3 separate regions of the Mus musculus genome follow, and regions 2 and 3 are each linked to region 1. A link is a contact called in public HiChIP or PLAC-seq data. All regions are on one chromosome and are shown on one strand. The core of a region is the stretch at or near the end of the contact, and the rest is flanking DNA. Distances in the headings are between cores, read along the strand shown.

Region 1 (3,428 bases), core at 664-3,163:
ATTTCTGGTCTCATTGTGTTGGACCCTGGAGATCAAATCCTTATATGGGTATGGCTTTATCAACTGAGCTAGCTCTCCAGCCCTAATTAGTATTTTTAATTAAAAAAATTGCTTTGTTTTATGTGTTTGAGCATTTTACCTGCATGTATATATGTGTACCACAGGTCATATGATGGCAGTCATATGATGAAGGCATTAACCCCCTGGGACCATAGTTACAAAGGTAGTTACAAACAAAGCAAAAGTTTTCTTTGTTTTGTGAGCTACTATGTGGGTGCTGGGTCCAAGACCAGGTCCTCTGAAAGAGCAACAAGCACTCTTAACCGCTCTCCACCCTCCGTTAGTATTTAAATACTCGCTGGCCATTTATAAAGAGCCAGAAACAGTCTTTAAAAATGCTTCAGTTCCACTGCGATCGTCCCACCTGAATTTTAGTGTCTATATTTCACGTGAGTGTGATCAAAGTGATGAGGCCCGATCCTGCTGAAAGGCACCAGTGTGACCGAGGATGGAATTGGCAGTGTGATGTCCAACTCGGGAGACCTTGAGCAGGTGTGGGAGCGCGGAGGAGAAAGGTGATGGGGGAGCTGTGTCAGCTCTGAAGAGCACTTGTTGTTCTTCCAGAGGACTTGAGTTCAGTTCCCAGCACCCATGTCAGGCAGTTCACAACCGGCTGTGACTCCAGCTCTAGTGGATCCAAACGGTCTATTCTGTCTGCGGGAACCTTAACTCACATTTGCGTACTCACATGCAAATACATACACCTACCCACCATTAAAAATAATACTAAAAGTAAATCTAAAAAAGAAAAAGGGATGAAAATGACATGGAAGCAGAAGCTGGCAGAGAGCCCACTGTTGGGTTCCCGACTGGAGAAAGTTTAAAGTTTGCTGTGGCCATGCTTTCTTTTACAGTCAGGTTACCTTCTTTGGGACGTGTCATTGGGTGATGTGGTCATTGTACAGACATCAGCTTGTACCTGGGCACACCTAGGTAGTACAGCTTCCTATATAGCTAGGAATTGTGTCACCCAGCCTTCTACATACGCAGGCCTTTTTCCCTAGGAAAATGTGTTATGAGGCTCGTGACCATATGGAAAACATTTAGAATATCTGGCACAAGGTTAAAGGTGTTCCTGTTACTAAAATATACTTAAGTCATGTTCTTCCCATATAAAGGAAGGAATGAGGAACGACAGGGACTCTGTAGATCTATGTGTATCCTGGCGGAGCACACAATGCTTACCTCTTACCATTTGTCTTTCTCATTTGTGCCACAGCTCTTGTCCATGAAGTGACAGGGCCCCACACATACATCCAGGGTTTTTAATCCCCCTGAACAGTTCTGCTATGTTCTGGGCCTCTGAGCCTTTCATCAGCCAGCTAGCAGGCTAGAGAAAAGTAAACTTACTTGCCTTCTGTTTTCTATATAGACTAAATCCAGACATAGGGGAGAACTGACACTACAGGCTGTTGGTGCTGCCCAGAACAGCACCTTAGTTAGTTTGTCATGGGCTGAGTGGTTTGCCCAGAAAGCATGAACCTCATGTGCATGGAAAAACACTTACCAGTGTGGACCTTATCATTTGGGTTTCTCTCATTTGCTTATCAGGCTAACCAAGTGCACTCTCAGTCAGTCTGCACAATTGGCCTCAGTGTCTCACCCTCTGCTGTTAATAATTAAGGTCTCTTACATGGACCTACAGTTAGTATTCTGGTCACATATGTTAATTAACCTGATGGCACTGGCATTTGAAGTGCAAATATTTTTTGAAAAAAAAAAAGATAAAAATATGTCAGTCCCCTGAGGATGACTGACCTTTGAATCAGGCGTTTCTTTAGGATGAGTCAGCTCAGTGCAGATAGGATCTGTCCCACAGATTCAGGGGGCTAAGAACTGTTTGGAAAGCACTGAGATTTACCATAGAGGTCGGATGGATGGGGCCCCTCTGTGTACAAAGGGCAGTGAGCGGAGTGGCTGGAATTGCTGAGTCAGTAGACTTGGTGTGCCAGCATCTGCGTGAGCTCTTAGAGCAAGCCACAGGACTCTTAAGGGTAGCCTAGATGTTTGCAGCCTCACCTGCCACAATCAACCCGACAGCTTGGCCTTCTCTATAATGGCAGCCAAACAAGGAAAGCACCTTGATCTTTGCTCTGTGGTCATCTGTTTCCCGTTTGGGCTTTATGGAAGCATCTGAAACAGGCAAGCTGTCTATGTGCCTGTGACTGACAGCTGTTAATGACATGCCTGCCCACTCCAGGTTCATCTTTGAGATGAGACAGAGTCTCTACTTGTAGCTTCCAGTTGGCCTCCAGCTCATTATGTAGGCTTACACCGCTCTTCCTCTCTCACCTTTGAGTGCTGCGGTACAGGCGTGCCCCACCATGCCGGGCTTTGCCCATGTGTTCTTTGTCACCTGTGTTTTTCAGCGTAGCCTTCCCTGAGTTGTGGAGGTGAGGGTACTCAGCTTTCATGGTTAGAAACTAGAGGCTTGGGACGCTAATCTAATCTTTGTCGGGCTAAGCTGAGGAGCCAGGGGAAGAAAACAGAAGCATCCAGGGCCAGTTCTTGTCTGGAGCAGCAATTCAGAACAGACCTTGGACTTGAGACTGCCTTCTTAGGAGCCAAGGAGCCTTTTATAACATATCAAGGATTACCCGATCTCAACGCTGCACGGCTCTTTTTGTATTTATTAACTCACGGGGTTTGGAAATGACCGTCCCTTTCCATGTTATAGTATACCGGTAGTTCCTCATTGCACACACTGGAAGGAAGGATCTTGTCTGGGTTCTCTGGCATAAAGGGCAGTTGCAGTTTGGAACTACTGTGGACGTGCACTATCAGACCTATTTGATTCAAATGTAGCTTAATCTCAAGATTAAAAGTGAAATTACTTCTCATATCTCTATTACTGCCTGGGGGCTGGGGGGGTGGGGGGAGACAATTTGGTATCTAATGCCCTTTAGGCTTCTAGTTCGGTTTTGACTTTGATTTCCAAGCTGAACTGAGTTGTGTGTCTATAACAGACGTCATTTCTAGGCTAGATGCACTTGATAACCCCACTCTTCCTTCTCCTCCTTTGCTTCTAATAAGGAATCTAGAAAGGAAGCAGACTTGGAGTTCGGATAAAGTGCTTTTCATACAAGCATGAGGATCAGGGTTCAAATCCCCAGAACCCTGTTAAAAAGCCATCTGCTATGGCAAAGAGAGGCCTGTGGATCAGGCCAGTTAACCTGGCTTTCACAGCACTGACCAAGAGACCATGTCTCTGACTAGGTTGGAGGTAAAGTTTGAGACCCATAGTTGTCCTTTAACCTATGCACGCAGCACACTGAACATGTGTGTGCACGTGTGAACATACATACCACACAGCATATACATACCTGCATTTTAAAAGTCTGGGGAAATTGCACTTTTATCACTCTTTA
Region 2 (3,428 bases), core at 605-3,104, 90 kb after region 1:
CTTCCGTAGCTGCTTGTGGGTGACGTCAGGGGCAGATCTGAAAGATAACTGAAAGTCTTAATTGTATTGGCTTTTTAAAGTACATGACTAGAAAATTAAACAGCAATATTTTTTAAAATGTGTGGCTATTTTCATGCTTCTGGGGTTGGAGCTTAAATACCAAATATCAAATTCGAAATCCTTTCCCTTTAAAGTCAAGAAAAGCTAGTATCTCTTTATTGTGCACTTGGGACATGTAGCTTAGAGCCCAGAGCCGCCTTCATCAGGATGACTGGACATCAGCTGTGTAAGATGTCCCGAGCCCCTGGAATGCAGTGCCAGGCCCAGGCCTCTGCAATGGAGCTGCGGTTTGGGGGGATTTGTTCTGACCTTCCCCTCCTAGTACAGGCTCCTCCACACACATTCTGTGGGCCTGTTTTGTCACCTGACACCCTGAGACAGCTGCCATACTGTTGTATTCAAACAAAGAATTCCACGGCCTAGACTTGGGAAGGGCCTTTCTCCTCTTTCCACAAGCATTAAGGGCAGCCTTTCTAGCTCAGCAGCTGAGTGTTCTTTTTAAACATATTGCTCAGCTAACAAACTGAAAAGGACCATGTCTGTGAAATCCTCAAGGACTGTGGGAAGATCATTCTCAAGGTTAAGCGACAAATACAACCTAAAGTTGCAGAGGCAGGAGACAAGTTTTCCTCAAAATACTGAGTTAGGATGGCCTTTCTAGAGTGAGGGTTTTCTCCGAGAAACTAGAGAAGCCTGTTTATCTGAGGGGCAACCGAGGGTCATTCTAAGTGCACACCTGACCTGCTGCTGGCTCTGCCCTTGTTTACTGGGTGCTGGCACACAGGCCCTCTCTAAGGCCCCCTGGAACTGAGTAAACAGGACTGCTGTGACTCAGGAAGGACAAAGCCTGCCCACTGCAGGGCTCCGGGAGTGTGAGCGGCTTGCGGTTGGCTTGGTGGGAACTCACCAGGGATCCTTCCACTGCGAAGGCCTTGTTTGTATCTGTGGGTTGGAGCTGGTCAGTGTCTCCCTGCTGCCCGTGTTGGGCTTGGGCTTGGGCATCTGGAGTCAAAGGCACTCTTCTCTCGGTTGGGACCATCTGTTTCTTGGCCTTCGCTCATGCTTTGGCTTGGAAATGTTCAGAGAGGGCCTCAGAAATGAAAACACTTATTCTGAGCTGCAGTAATTACTTAAGTACTTAAGCACTTTAAACTCCGTGGACCCTATTGCTTTCTTGCAATGCAGCCCCTCCTGGATGTGGCAGGACTGAGACAATGGCCTTGGTCATGGGGAAAGTGACTGCATTTTATCTTTAATAAATAGTTTTACCACTCCCTTAGTGCAGGTGAGTGGGTGTGTGTGCCTGTTTCAGAGAGGAAACAAAGACTCCCTCTGATTCTAGTTCCCCAATCTCCCACCTTCCTAACTGCTCTGTTTGAAAATATTTTCTTCTGAAATAGGCAAAGGGAAAGGAACATTTTCCAAGATTCAGCAACTTTCTCTCCATACTGAAGCGAGAGCAAGAGATGTGCTGCAAAATAGGAAATCCTAATATTCTTATAATTATCTATTTTTAGTTTGAGACAGGGTCACTCTACATATCCCTGGCTGTCCTGGGACTCTATGTGGACCAGGATGACCTTGAACGCACGGAGATCCATGTGGCTCTGCTTCCCAAGTGCTGGGATTAAAGGTGTGCACCACCACACCTGGCCTCTTCTAATGAAATGATGTTACCTGAGCAATGTTTCCTTGTACTTTTTTCTGCTTCAGTAAAGCTCTGAATAGAACATGACCAGAACACCATGTGCTGCTTTGTGTCTGGTTTAGGGTACTGCAGGCAAGCTAAGCCTTCTGTGCTCCACCAGGAGAGGGTTGTTTTCAATGCTGCCTGTCACACACTTTTATAACCAAAAGTATAATAATGCTATCTCTGGTGGGACCTGGGAAGGTGAGGTGACTTCAGTGTTAGCTGTGCAAACCCAGTGTCTTGTCTGCCTTTCCACAAGAGCCTCACACAAGGCTCTTTTATAAAAAGCTTGAAGCATCAAAAAGCACGGTTTTCAGCAATGTATCTGGAAACCATGAGAGCTGCTTCTCTGTGTGGTTATTCTGAGCCTCTATTTTTGTCATTCGAAGTGGCAAAACATCAGGTGACTCATCAGCTGATCTAACCACACATGAAACAGGATGTAGTGGAAATCTCAAGAAAGGCCTGGGTGCCCTGCTCAAAGGCTGGTGACTAAAATTAACACACCAAAGCTAAACAAGAGGCAAACAGGACTGTAATCAACAACCCGAACCCCACTTTACAAGTCAGGAAACAACTCACTGCATTGTTTACTGTCTGATCTCAAAGGGGAAAATAATGAGAAGACAAGGAAACCTTAAGTTTCATTCTCCCCACCACAAGACAGAAGGGTGGTCGTTAGCTCCGTTAACTGATGTGGTGCCCTACCAGGAAGAGCACCTAAATCCAAGGAAACAAATTCTCTGCCAAGTGCAAGTGGTGCCAGACTTGTAACTAGTACCTTACAAAAACTTAGTAATTCATTTTCAGAATTTCTACTTAGTGTGTATCTTTGCGTATATACACTTTAGTGTGGAGATTCACAAACTGTGCACACAACAGAGTCCAGAAGAGGGACCAAGTGTCCTGTCGAGTAGTAGTCTTATCTCCTTTGAGATGGAGGCCCTTAGAAGCCATCAAGACCCACGAATCTGGCCTTTGACACCCCCCATGCCCCCTGGGGCTTACTAAGTGGATGCTGGGAGCAGAACTCTCATCCTTGTGATTTCACAGCAAACCTTCTGAATCACTAAGCTGCCTTTCCGGTCCAATGATAATCTTTCTCTCCTGCATTTGCAATCAATCAAACAGGGTCTCTCAAAACCTGACTAGGGAGATGCGCTTTTAGAGGTGACTGTCAGACACACGTGGATAGACTTACTGGATGGTTTATGCAGGAGACACACATGGACAGAGTTAGCTTTTATACAGTACCTCTTTTCACCTGGGCCAGTAACTCCAAATGCACTTATTAGCAAGACTTGACATCTACTTCTGTACAAACAATGTCAACCAATATACAAGCTGAGACCACAGACAAGAACCGAAAGCCTTTCTACTTGAAAAAGAAGTCCTTAGTGTACAAGGAGAGAGGGGATGAGAGCAGAACTGCTCCAACCCAGCAGCCGTGAGGACTCACTAAGAGAAAACTCTTCCTTCTGCTCAAGAGGGTAAAAAATCTCTGGTCTGGGCAAAAATCGAACACTAAGTTATCCAACATGAGGAGTGAATGTGACCCAGCAGGTCAACCACCGGGCCAAGGGACCACAGCAGGGAGGTGGGAGCACCTTTAGGGAGGCAGACTCAACTTCAGCCTTGTTGAAGAGATAGGCAAAATAAATTCCTTTAAGGAGATACT
Region 3 (3,428 bases), core at 295-2,794, 70 kb after region 1:
GTTGCCACTTTGTCAGAACCCACAGTTGCTTTCACATTTGTGACTATTAAGTCCTGTGACAACTAGTGAGTCCTAGAAGGCTGTTCATCTCGATAGACTATGTTGTGAGCATGAGGAGAGGATAGTCTCGAGCAGGCAATGAGGGAGACTTCTCTTGCTGGGGAAGGAACTGGCTAACCTGGGCTGAAAATCCTTACTGATATATGCCCACAAAGCTCTCCCACACGCATGCCCGCGAAACTGTCCCACACACATGCCCATGAAGCTCTCCCACATGCATACCTGCAAAGCTTTTACCACATGCATGCCCACGAAGCTCTCCCTCACGCATGCCCACAATGCTTGTCATACTTCCTGATGGGCTCTAGATTTGGGGCTGAAGTAAAAAAAAAAATCACTCACCAGAGTGGCACATGTCTTCCCAGTCATACTGCCGGGGCACAGGTGTCACAGAAACAGATGTCAGAGCACCTGTTTCCACAACCTAGGCCAGCTCCATAAAAGCCAGTAGATATGGCTGCTAAATTTACAGAATTCTTCTCATTAATTCAAATCTCGTTTGGGGATCCCTTCTCCTTTGAACTCTTCCTGACTCAACAAATCGTGGGTGAACAGAGGATCTCTAACAGCTTCGGCTGCTAACAGTAGACTGGCCTCCATCTGACCTCACAAATGGCCCTTTAAGAGCACTGGGCATTTCTCTTTTTAGATTCTCCACTGCTTTAGTTTTGGGGAGCTGGTGCCAAGAACAGGGCCCCTCTTCTCCAGGAGAAGTGGAAAAGAATCTATGCAAAGCAGGGACTTGGCTGACTTGGGGGCCTTCTCTGGCCCCTTTGTACACAGTGGAGAGAGGCAACGATCCAAATGGATCTTGGCAGGTGGAGCTGGCAAGGCACTTCTGGGCAGTGGACAACCTACGCAGCCATCCCAACACCCCCTGAATGCCAGACCCCATGAAAGTCAGACACTTAGAAAGCAAGGATCATGGGGAGGAGACAGTGGAGAGGGTAAGATGGTGAGAGGGAGGAACGGTCGATTTGTCAGAGACGGGAGGTTGCCACGGGAAGACGGACAGAATGACAGAGGTATAGGTGTGCATAAAACAGCAGGGTGAGGAGCCCCCAAACCAGAAAGCTCTCCCCCACTCCCTGGGATGCTGTGAGCCTTTCCAGTACAGGTTGTGAACGTCAGATGAATTTCTGCAGATGTATAGTTTAGAAACCAGTAAATTAGACATAATGTTTTTTGGCTAAGGTTGGGTTTTGGTGAGCTGACCCATGTTAAGAATGCAAGTGTGGAATGCAAAGGCACTTGGGTCATGCCAAGTTTGGAGGACTGCCAGGCCTCCACACTGTATCCCATTGTTCACATGAGAACCAAGCCCTCAGCTTCAACTAGTCAGAGCTGCTTGGGGAAGAAGGCAGGTGTGAGCTGAGTATGTCACTGCCACCTACGACAGAGGAAGAAGCAGACCCGTTGGAATGCCATAGTAGATACAAGGGCATCTGAGCTCAGGACCTGTTGGAATTTAGGGTCTGGTTCTTCAAAGAGAAGTTATTGATCTCACCCACATGAAAGCCATGCACAGGCGCTCACAGTGGTCTGAAGGACAGGCAGGGACACCTCTCTGGGGCTAACTGCCTAGCGGGTCCAGCCAAATGGGCCAGCTCTGGGTTCAGAGAGGACAAAGCCAAGGTGAAGAGTGATGAGAGACAGTGTCTGTTAACCAGTGGCTCCCGTGTCTGCACATACACTCCTGGCTGCACACACATGCGCACACACGTGTACACAAAACGAAGTTAAAATCGATGTCACTCTGACCTGCCGGAGCCGTGGTGAAGACGAGGGCCTGAAGCAGGAACTGGTATCAGTTAGGTTACTTGCCTGAGCTGTAGTTTATCTGTTAACTCTCTCAGTTAATAAAAAGGAGGGAGACCATGAACATGCCTGGGATTTTCTCCTCTATTTGTCATGGGTTGACGACGTGCATCTGTTCATATGCTGCAATGTTGACCCCCGTCCCAGAAGGCAACCTTATTTGGAAATGGGGTTCAGGTTCTATGGGCAAGCTTGGCCCCAAATCCAGTGTGGCTGGTGTTCTTATAAAAGGGAACATGTGGATGCAGACTCAGAAGCCTTTGGGGCTATCATGAGTTCTCCTGCTGTAGAGGCCTGGCCTCACCCATCCTAATTGTATCCTTACACCTGGGCCACTGTCCCTTCCTATTGCTCTAAAACATCCAGATGTAAATCTTTGGTCACTGTAACCCTGGCAATTTAATCTACTGATGTTCCTCCAAGAAAGCAATCTTTTTGTGGTCACCTGAGGCCACAAGGTTGACTCATCAGACTTCCACTCTCCAGCTTCCATCTCTTTAGTTACATATGACATCTTTGGCACTTAGTTAGGAAGTACTCAGACTGCAGGCAGCTCTGCACCTTCCTCTACAGGGGCTGCACTCAGCCTGCAGGAGGCACTCGGCCTGCCCTTGGGAGCTTCATTGTGTCATGGCTGATGGTTTGTGTAAATCTGAGAGCAACAGTCCCCAAGATTAGATTTAGGTAACTGCTTAGTTTTTATTCTTTTAGTATACTTCCACTGGGTCCTTGCAAAATCCTGCCTCCTGTCTTGAAACTTACAAAATGTATTAGAATATGTCCAATTGCTAATAACATGGCCCATAAATTTGGTACGTTTTAATGAAAAGAGACTTATTTTGGCTCAGAATTCTGTGGTCAAGGTCCTCAAATAGCAGGAGACAGGAGGTATGTTTATGCTTGGGTTTGGTCTTTCCCCAACCAGGGTCCACTCTAACCAATAACTTCCTTGAAGCCCCACCTGAAACACTGTTCAAATTATACATCCACCCACTTAAAGTCTCCCAGTGGAGGTTATGTTTCAGCACATCACCCACCACGGCATGGCACTGCCTACCAAGACTGCACAGGTATCCTCAACTTAATACTGAAGACCAGAATAATCCTAGAGAAAAGTAGCTAGACCAGGAACCCTTTGGCTTGTCCGAGAGTGAGGAAGCGGAAAGATAATTAATATACTTCCAGGAAGCATGTTTGAAGATGTTCTGTGGCTACGAGGAAAAAAAAATATGTTATTAGAACAATTTAAATACAAACCCCAAACCCATCCCGGGAAGCAGATAAGAGAACAGTATTAGGAAGAAGGGACTGGGACCAACCCCACTGAAACCCCGAGAACTGTCAGAGAGACCACAGGATGCTGTGCCTGGCCGCTGCTCTGGTAAGAGCTTTGCCCCTCCCCTTGGAAGCCTGAAACAGATTGATTTCCTTGCTCAGAGCAGGTGAGGACCCAGCGAAACTGAAAGTCAGTATCTGTCTGTCTGTCTGTCTCTCTCTCATATTAACTTGTTGGGCATGGTGGTGCAGAAATGACAGATCTCCTCGTGAGC

The links. HiChIP or PLAC-seq counts read pairs in DNA pulled down with a chosen protein or histone mark.
Region 2: a FOXA1 HiChIP or PLAC-seq map of pancreatic cancer cells shows a contact between it and region 1. The contact joins two enhancer-like sites. A contact is called at or near these places in 4 of 484 Hi-C or Micro-C datasets (CD4 T cells, embryonic fibroblasts, nephron progenitors and 1 more), 5 of 115 datasets of contacts at active chromatin or transcription factors (effector CD8 T cells, embryonic stem cells, extraembryonic endoderm stem cells and 2 more) and 1 of 9 other capture datasets (embryonic stem cells).
Region 3: an HNF4G HiChIP or PLAC-seq map of pancreatic cancer cells shows a contact between it and region 1. The contact joins two enhancer-like sites. A contact is called at or near these places in 9 of 484 Hi-C or Micro-C datasets (the G1E-ER4 cell line, the HL-1 cell line, cardiomyocytes and 5 more), 6 of 115 datasets of contacts at active chromatin or transcription factors (bone marrow-derived macrophages, effector CD8 T cells, embryonic stem cells and 3 more) and 3 of 9 other capture datasets (adipose tissue, liver and pancreatic islet).

What each region holds. Positions count from the first base shown.
Region 1 is chr15:27,504,733-27,508,160 of GRCm38.p6, forward strand. All of the region lies in intron 1 of Ank (progressive ankylosis), which reads left to right. Among named protein-coding and RNA genes, the nearest start is that of Gm29901, 15 kb to the right of the region's middle. Within about 2 kb of position 1,914, at least 58 of the 459 cell types and tissues checked have an H3K27ac peak or open chromatin away from gene starts, as enhancers often do. A contact at or near this core is called in embryonic fibroblasts and pancreatic cancer cells, where this site is marked.
Region 2 is chr15:27,594,792-27,598,219 of GRCm38.p6, forward strand. It overlaps Ank (progressive ankylosis), which reads left to right. Exons shown (of 12, transcript NM_020332.4): 12 at 1-118. It also overlaps a transcript of Otulin not described here. Among named protein-coding and RNA genes, the nearest start is that of Mir7117, 25 kb to the left of the region's middle. Within about 2 kb of position 1,855, at least 254 of the 459 cell types and tissues checked have an H3K27ac peak or open chromatin away from gene starts, as enhancers often do. A contact at or near this core is called in embryonic fibroblasts and pancreatic cancer cells, where this site is marked.
Region 3 is chr15:27,574,752-27,578,179 of GRCm38.p6, forward strand. The region is part of intron 8 of Ank (progressive ankylosis); the gene reads left to right. Among named protein-coding and RNA genes, the nearest start is that of Mir7117, 5.0 kb to the left of the region's middle. Within about 2 kb of position 1,545, at least 47 of the 459 cell types and tissues checked have an H3K27ac peak or open chromatin away from gene starts, as enhancers often do. A contact at or near this core is called in pancreatic cancer cells, where this site is marked.